Linked DNA regions of Mus musculus: regions 2 and 3 are each linked to region 1. A link is a contact called in public HiChIP or PLAC-seq data. All regions are on one chromosome and are shown on one strand. Each heading gives the region's core, a stretch centred on a gene start, on an enhancer-like site or on the middle of the called end of the contact. The rest is flanking DNA. Distances are from core to core; before and after follow the strand shown. Region 1 overlaps Afmid (arylformamidase). Region 2 overlaps Timp2 (tissue inhibitor of metalloproteinase 2). Region 3 has its middle 14 kb from the start of Gm11734.

Evidence for each region. HiChIP or PLAC-seq counts read pairs in DNA pulled down with a chosen protein or histone mark.
Region 2: a contact with region 1 is called in a FOXA1 HiChIP or PLAC-seq map of pancreatic cancer cells. The contact joins two enhancer-like sites. A contact is called at or near these places in 1 of 39 promoter capture datasets (embryonic stem cells) and 2 of 115 datasets of contacts at active chromatin or transcription factors (large pre-B cells and pancreatic cancer cells).
Region 3: a FOXA1 HiChIP or PLAC-seq map of pancreatic cancer cells shows a contact between it and region 1. The contact joins two enhancer-like sites. A contact is called at or near these places in 1 of 484 Hi-C or Micro-C datasets (embryonic stem cells) and 5 of 115 datasets of contacts at active chromatin or transcription factors (embryonic stem cells, pancreatic cancer cells and stem cell-derived neural progenitor cells).

Annotation. Positions count from the first base shown.
Region 1 is chr11:117,837,380-117,840,199 of GRCm38.p6, forward strand. It overlaps Afmid (arylformamidase), which reads left to right. Exons shown (of 11, transcript NM_027827.3): 11 at 1,114-2,529. The coding sequence ends at 1,146. Among named protein-coding and RNA genes, the nearest start is that of Birc5, 10 kb to the right of the region's middle. Within about 2 kb of position 1,407, at least 43 of the 459 cell types and tissues checked have an H3K27ac peak or open chromatin away from gene starts, as enhancers often do. A contact at or near this core is called in pancreatic cancer cells, where this site is marked.
Region 2 is chr11:118,321,457-118,324,276 of GRCm38.p6, forward strand. All of the region lies in intron 1 of Timp2 (tissue inhibitor of metalloproteinase 2), which reads right to left. Among named protein-coding and RNA genes, the nearest start is that of Cep295nl, 20 kb to the right of the region's middle. Within about 2 kb of position 1,480, at least 33 of the 459 cell types and tissues checked have an H3K27ac peak or open chromatin away from gene starts, as enhancers often do. A contact at or near this core is called in pancreatic cancer cells, where this site is marked.
Region 3 is chr11:117,535,374-117,538,193 of GRCm38.p6, forward strand. No RefSeq gene overlaps it. Among named protein-coding and RNA genes, the nearest start is that of Gm11734, 14 kb to the left of the region's middle. Within about 2 kb of position 1,443, at least 109 of the 459 cell types and tissues checked have an H3K27ac peak or open chromatin away from gene starts, as enhancers often do. A contact at or near this core is called in pancreatic cancer cells, where this site is marked.

The DNA of each region.
Region 1 (2,820 bases), core at 157-2,656:
CGCATGTACATGTGGAGGCCAGAGGTTGACATACGGCATCTGCTTCAGACACTCCTTTTTTTTTTTTTTTAAGATTTATTTATTTATTTTACATACAATGTCAATCAGACACACCAGAAGAGGGCATCAGATCCCATTACAGATGGTTGTGGGCCACCATGAGGTTGCTGGGAATTGAACTCAGGACCTCTGGAAGAGCAGTCGGTGCTCTCCAGCCTTCTCTCCAGCCCCACACGTTTTTTAGACAGGGCATCTCATGGAACCCAGAGCTCATTGCTTTTGGCAGGCTGGCTGCTGCTGGCCAGGGAGTTCAGGGTTCCACCTATCTCTGCTCTCCACCCCAGCTCTAGAGTCAGATCTGGGCCCCTGCACCCGACCTCTGTGGGTTCTGGGAATATGTCTGGTGTCTCCCCAGCTGAGCCACCTCTTGGTCCGTACTTCTTTTTTTTTTTTCTTTTTTTTTTTAAGATTTATTTATTTATTATATGTAAAGTACACTGTAGCTGTCTTCAGACACTCCAGAAGAGGTTGTCAGATCTCGTTATGGATGGTTGTGAGTCACCATGTGGTTGCTGGGATTTGAACTCGGACCTTCGGAAGAGCAGTCGGGTGCTCTTACCCACTGAGCCATCTCACCAGCCCTGGTCCATACTTCTAAGTTGAGCGACAGGCTCTTCCTAAGTAGACCAGGCAGGCTTTTAACCCCTTCCTTATGCTTTCCTGTCTACTCTGTTTGGATGGTGGAGGTCAGAGGCTCACTTGCGGGACTTGGTTATTCTCTTCAGTTTGATTCTGGGATCAGACTCAGGCAGTCAACTTGGTGGCAAGCACCTTTATCCACTGAGCCATCCCACTTTGGTTTTGAACTTGTAGCCCTTCTGCCTCAGGATCCTGTTGGCCCACAGGACCAGCTTAGACCTTTTTATTTACTTGTTTGTCTATTTATTTTGAAACAGGGTCTCACTCTGTAGACCAGGCTGGCCTGGAACTGAGGTCCACCTGCCTCTGCCTCCCAAGTGTTGGGAGCAAAGGTGTGTGCCAGCACCTACAACTGTTTCTTTATTCAGATAGCCATCCATTCCTGGCCTTTCTTGTCCTCTCTTCCTCCTGCAGATCATTTTGAAAACAGTCTTCCAGAAGCTGTGAGGACACCCAGTCCCCATTCTGTATGCACCTCAGAGAGCCTTCAGAAAAGAGGCTCCATCTCACACTGCCTTGCCTGTCCACCCTGTACAGTCTCCCTGCTGTGAACACAATCTCCTCTCCTGCCATTCTTCACCCCACCCAGATGGAGGCCCAGGGAAAGCCTGCAGATTGTTACTGGAAAATGCACACAGCCACCACCTGGCCAAGTCTGCCCCACCCTCCACCCCACCCCTGCCTGCTGACAGGGAGTTGCCATTAACTTCTGGCTGGCTTTCTGTGCCAATTAGCAGTATCAGTGTGGACTGGCTGGGGCTGAGGCTGTAGCTGAGTGCTGGAGTTCTGCCTATCTCCTACTGCAAGAGAAGGTGGGGTGGGGAAAAGAAATGAAGACAGACAGACAGACCAACCAAACACTGGGGGACGTAGCTCGCTGGTAGAAAGCCTGACCACCATGCATACGATCCTGGGTTTCAACAAGGAAACCTGATACTAACAAGGAAAAAAGAAAGAAAAGAGAAGAGACAGAGACAGGCCCAGTGTATACCTGAATCCCAACACTGAAGCAAGAGAATTGCTTGTGATTTCAAGACCATCCTGGACAACATAGCTAGACCCTGTCTCAAAAAGAAAAGGGACTGGAGAGATGGCTTGGCAGATCAGAGTGCCTGGCACTGAGCCTGACAACCTGTGTTTGGTCCTTGGGGATCCATATGGAAGGAAACAACCAACTCCCCCAAATTGTCTTTTGGCTGCCATGTGTGTGTATCTTAGCATACACACCACACATACATGATGATGGTGATAAAAAGAGTCCATGTTGTGCCTGCTGTATGAACTAACAAGGATTTACTTAGAACTGCACCAGCCCAGAGAGGCCACCCGCACAAAGACCTGTGTGTAGCAGGCTCTACCAGACCTGATAACTATTCCTGCAGCACACCACTGGGCCTTCTGAAACAGCTGGTGTGGGCTGTAGCCATACTTCTTGCCTACTTTATTGGGTTCTCATAGCTACCACTCTTCCCCACCCCAATCCCTTCCAACCCCCCAACACTAGGGAGTTGAGAAGGTTGGAGGGAAGGGGGGCATAGATCTCTTTAGATGCCCTGCTGATTAGGGGCATCGAGATCTTTGGGACAAGAACAGCCAGCAAGTCATCAAATAGCAAAGGAGCCACAGGGGACGCAGCAGCCACCTCCTCTTGGGGCTCTGGCATTTTTAACCCTCTTAAGAACCCCCAGAATTCCAAATGTCAACTATCTTCCTCTGGCAGCCTCACGCCCCTGCCTGCCAGGGCAGGAGACAAATCGTAGTTGCATGTGGACAATCTTAAGCAGCCCCATTTCCCACACCTGGCATTAAAGCAAAAGCTTAGTCACATAACTGGGGTTTTCTGTTTGTTTATTTAATGTATGTGAATATACTGTCACTCTTCAGACACACCAGAATAGGGAATTGGATCCTATTTCAGATGGCTGTGAGCCACCATGTGGTTCCTGGGAATTGAACTCAGGACCTCTGGAAGAGTGGTTAGTACTCTTAACTGCTGAGCCCATCTCTCCAGCCCCATTAACTGGAATTTTTAAAGAAACCAAAATTCTCACTATAGTGGGCACTCCTGCTTCATTTTCAAAGCTCCCCTCAAACTGGCATGGGGCATGCCAGCAATCCCAG
Region 2 (2,820 bases), core at 230-2,729, 480 kb after region 1:
AGCTCAGTGAGTAGGCCTCTGGCCAGCAAGCCCCTGGGTCCACCCTGTCTTTTCCTTCCCAGTACTGGGATTACAAGTGCCTGCCACCGCGTGTGGCCTTCTGTAACGTGTATTTTATGAGAAGCAGGACATGGGGGTGGGAAAGCATATTAGTCAGGTTACAGTTAGTGACACTGGTGTGGCTCATAAACTTTAGACATCGATGGTAAGGAAGCAGGTCCTGTAGGAACTGTATCCCAGGCAACTGTATCCCAGGCAACAACAGCGCAGGTCCTGTAGGAACTGTATCCCAGGCAACAACAGCCTTAAAAAGTGATGTACAGAGACAGAACAAGAAAGTTCCAGAGTGGTATGGAACCTGATCATGCCCGACAGGACTCTTCTATCAGGAATCAAACCCCTGCTCCCTCCCTGGAGACCTCCCTCTGCACACCAGCAGTCGCTGTGACAGGCAGGCCTCCCTCTCTTTCACTTGGAGCTTATTACCTGGGCCAGGGCCTATTTAATGGCTTCTAAAGGCTTGCCCTTCAAATGGCAGTGGTGTAGGGTCGCTCTGGGCAAGTGTTTTGTCACTGGGCACATGAGATAAACAGAGACAAGGAGCAGGCAGTGCCGGCTCAGAGTCTCCAGTGGTCAGTTTGAGTCTTGGAAACTTGTGGCCAGGACTGTTTCCCACAGAGGCAGGGAGGTCCAGGCACGTGGGAGTGCCACCTGCTCTTCAGACCCCAGCACACTCTGGATCCCTCCCCATGAGTCTCACACCACAGCCCGGGCCCCACCCAGCTCCAAGGCCCATTAACTTTGGTGCTTTGGTCCTTCTGTGCAGCTGAGTAACCACTGGCCTGGCCACAAGGTCCTGTTTCCCAGCCTAAAGCAAGCCACCTGGCAGGCCACCCCACAACAAAAGGCCCTCTCTCGGTTCTGCGCCTTCTCCATAAACATTCCTGCAAAATACCTTCCCTTAACTTTTTGAGCCAGATGATGCACACTTTTAATCCCAGCACTGGGGAGGCAGAGGCAAGCAGATCTCTGAATTTGAGCCTAGCCTGGTTTATATAGCTAATTCCAGGACAGCCAGAGCTATACGTTCTGCAACATCACTTGGCCCTTGCTCTTTCCTAATCCATTTTGCTCCCTGGCCCCCACATGCTCGGATACCCAGATATGTTACTCCCCCCCCCCCAGAACAGAAAAGCTCTTCTACCCAAAATGCCACCTCTAGCTCCCTTCCCAGAGAACTTGCACTCAGCCTCGAGAAGCAGCCCTTCCTGGCTTCTCCCTGCAGTGGCTGCTGCTCTTCTCCCACACTATCTGGTGTAAATGCCTGTGCATCTGCCTGCTGAGAGGTCCTAACCGGTAGAGGCCATGCTATGGAACAGATGGGACTCAGAGAACATCTGCCAGATGGAGCTGGGCTGACCCTGACAGCCTCAGGATGGCAGCATGGGCATGGCTGGCCCTTGGTCCCCACTGTGTAATCTGTACAACCATCACTGTGCTTATGCAAATGTGTGAGCATGTTGGTAAATACTGCCCAGTGTTTGCTCTCTGTATAGCACTGTTGTCAGCTTGGAAACAAGACGGGACAGGGGTCTCAAAGGAGTGACTCACCTCCTTCTGCCTGTCTAGAGAACTTCTAGCCTTGTTTCTCAGTAATGGCCCATTATACTGCACCATGCTTACTCCTCCAATGTGTTCACTAAGGGCTGGGGCTGTAGCTTAGCCGGTGGAGGGCTTAAGTTGCCATCCACAAAGTCCTTAGCTCAAGTCCCACCACCTACAACTGGACATGGCATGTTCTTAGAATCTTAGCATTCCCTTGAACTATAGAGTTCTGAGGCTGGCCTGGGCTATTTGAGACCATGTCTCAACCCAAAACAAACAATAAATGTTCAATAAAGGCAACACCCTCTTGGCAATCAGAAAATAAGCCCAATGACTTCCAGACAGCCAAAAGCTCTCCTTTCTCTCCCATAGAACCTAGGATTCAATACTGCTGTCTCATGGAAGTCCCCAACTTCCCACACCGCCGTTGAGTCCCTGACATGATCTAAGCCGAAAGACTGAGTGAGATACAATCAGGTGCGCGCATTTGTGTGAGAGGCGCTGCTGCAGAGATGAACTCTGACAGTCGTGATCCTCAGAGACCATTTGACGGTGCAGGTGACACAGATGTCACCAGCTTGTGTCATATTGTGATGGTGAGGGCTAGTGAGGCCCTGGGCAGGGCATACAGTGCTAGGGACACATTGAAAACAGGGCAAATTTCTCTGCTCCTATAAGACAAAGACCTGGACGCTGGCCCTGGTCCCGTGACAGTCAGATGGGCCAGGACAGTATGTGACTGTGTGCTCACTTTGCTTCAGGGATGAAGGCCATCTACTTTCTTTTTTGAAAATCTCATATGAGAGGAGACGGATGAGCTGAGAGTCTGGGGTAGACACAGGATTTTCAGGCTAGAACATTAATGGGGACACAGTTCTGGAGTGTTTGTAGGGAGTGGGGAGGGGCAGACATGGAGAATCTCCATTGACAACTGGGCTGCTTCTAGGTAGCCAGGAACCACAGGTCTGGGTTAAACCTGGGTGGACACTCCTCTCCCACTTAACGGTCCTGTTGCGAGACAGGGCCGGCACTGTTGAGTACAGCAGACATGGGTCTTAGCTCTTATCTGGTGAGAACACTGGATGGAGGAGGAGACCGGGGAGATTGTCCCAGTAAAAGCCTTCACCGCCCTGGTCTTAGATCACTCTGATCTAGGCAGTGGGCAGACAGATGGACAGGAAAGGAGAGGAAATAGAGAATCCTCTAATAGGAATA
Region 3 (2,820 bases), core at 193-2,692, 300 kb before region 1:
TGGGGTTAAGGAAGGCAGGAGGCACCCTGGCCACCACACTCTGCTTGTTCTCCATAAGCAGTGGGAGCTACAGGACTCTGAATAGGGAATGAGCCACACTTAACTTCTCTACAAATTGATCTGGCAGACAGAGAGACAGGGTGTAAAATGGCTAACACCAAAGGGACAGTTGGCAGCCTGAACTAGGAGGACACTGAAAGAGTGTGTGAGATGTGCTCATTGACACATCAGACATGGGGATCTGGGAAGAGCCAGCACTCTGTCCTCCACGTGGTAGCTTCAATAGCCACAGCTGGGTCTCTGTGGATCCTGGAGACAGAGCTTCTGTCAATGAGATTAACACATCTCTGGACCAGGGCAGCCCTTCAGTATCCAAGTTCCCACTGACCTCTAGCTGGCTGTCAGGACAGCCCAGGGCAGCAAAGGGAAGCCACTGCTGACTGAGACGGCAGGTCAACCCCAGCTAACTGGCTAAATAAAGCCAGAGTGGTAATAATGATTAAATTGAAGCACCTCATTAATTTCACGGGAGAGGTGGGCAAACACAAGGTGACACGTTCCCCCCAAGACTCATTGTTTGCCTGGCCCCAAGACGTCCCCACGTGATGTCTGGTTAAGTCTAATTTAAGTACGTATATTTAATGGCTCAGTAAGTAAAATTGTGGTTATTGTTTGGAGTGGTTTGTACAATAATTTATGGGCTTGGCTGGCTCATTGATGGGTGTCTATGATGAAGTGGGTGGCAGCTGTGAAGAGGGCTTCTGAGCAGCTTGGGGAAGGAGGGAAGACTGATTCAACCCCAGTGTGCAGACCAGCGAGAGAAGACTGCCCCCAACCTGGAGACACCAGGGCCTCGTGTGTGGCCTTGGACATCCCAGAAGACCCAGAGGGTCTTAGCTCTCAATAACCACAACCTGTCCTGAGTGAGCCAGGGGAGCCAGAGTGCTGGCCTACTATGTGTGAGACCCTGGGCTCAATCCCCAGCATCCTGGTAGCTCATCCCTATAATCCCAGAACCCAGGAGGGGCAAATAGAAGGATCAGAAGTTCTAAGTCCTCTTTGGTTACAGAGTAAATTTTAGGTTAGAGACCCTGCATCATAAAGAAGGAAGTGGGGAGGAAGAGGGCCAGGGGAAGGAAGGGGGAAGGAAGGGGGAGGGGAGGGGAAGAGGAGGGGGCAAGGAGAGGGAAAGAAGGAGGGAGAGGGGACAAAGAGAGGGGAGAGGAAGGGGAGGGACCAGGGAGAGGGAAAGGGGGAAGGAGCGGAGAGGGGAGGGGGAGGGGACAGGGAGGGAGGAAGGGGAAGAGGGGAGGAGGAGGAGGAGGAGCCTCTGGGATGGAGCATCATAAGCAGGCACAATTCCAGGTACTTTCCATGCACTTGTGCCTGTAGCCAGCATGATTCATCCCCACCAGCTCTGACCAGCTCTGCACTCTGCCTTGCCCTTCCAGCAGTTTCCTAGTCTCCAGCACAATCCCTGCCCTGAACACTTTTCCTGAGAGAGTCTGAGAGAGCACGGCCAACCAGTTCTGATCCAGGACCCTGGATCAGAGGTGGGCCCTGGGGTCTGTGGAGGAGGATGACGGATATCTAGTTCATCCACCTCACAAGGATGAGGCTGAAAGTGGGGTAGAAAGAGAAGCATTGTTGGCTGCCCTTGGGCTAATGCTGTCTTGGCCAATAGTGATCTGAGTCCTGGGGCTTCCTGCAGACCAAAAGAGGTGGAGTCTGATGCTGATGGGGTGGAGTCTGATGCTGATGGGGTGGAGTCTGATGCTGATGGGGTGGAGTCTGATGCTGATGGGGTGGAGTCTGATGCTGATGGGGTGATCCCTTCCAGCCTCCATGTCTAGAAGGAGCTGCTAAGGACCCCACTGAGCCCCTCCTCGGTCTGAGTCTGGCTCAGTAATACACCATTTCCATCCCTACCCTTCTCCCCACCCCTCCCCTTCCAGTGATTGTCCCTAAGAGGGTAGCTCTAAATAAGCGTGGCTACCTCTCCATTATCCACGGTGGAAGAAGCACTTTGTAGATAATCTAAAGCTATTTCCCGCTTCCAGACCAGCATTGCTGTGCCCACAAAATCCTCCCTGCTCCCCCATCCAAACGGGGACACCCGAAGGAGATGCCGGCTTGTCTGCAACTTGGCCTCAGAAAAAAATGCATTTTGCATAGCTAAGCTCAATCAGGATTCTCTGCAAAGGCCTGTGGCTGACAGTAGATGGGGCTTGGAGCGCCAATGCATCCCCTATGCCCAAAGACTGCCTAAATCACCGTTTCAATGTTGTCTCCTGTGTCTCTGTCAAGCAATCCTGCCCCTGAGAGCTCCCCCAGAGCTCTTCATTCAAAGGATAGAGGGGATATACACACACACACACACACACACACACACAGGTCCTTCTGCTAGCCACCCCTTTTTCCTGTCTCTGTCCAGTGCCGCATGACTGGCAGCATCCTCTTGGCAGCACCCTGGATCAAAACCTAGGCAAAAGTCTCGATGCCCGTGGTGGTGCATATCTATAATCCTAGAGGTAAGGTAGGAGAATCGGAAGTTCAAGGCCATCCTCAGCTACGTGATGAGGCTAGCCTGGGCTGAAGGAGACCTTGTTTCCAAACAGAAATACAACTAATAAAAGGTAAAGGGTTAAAGATCAACTTTGAAAGGGCCACTCTTGCCACAGCCTTCTGAGCCAGAACCGAGGCTGACAAGGACTGGTATGGGCGAGGGAAGAGGATTCAAGAGAGTGCTGCAGGTGGGAATGTGAGACACAGCAGCTGAGCAAAGATAGAATAGAAAAGGATGGGGCTGGAGAGATGGCT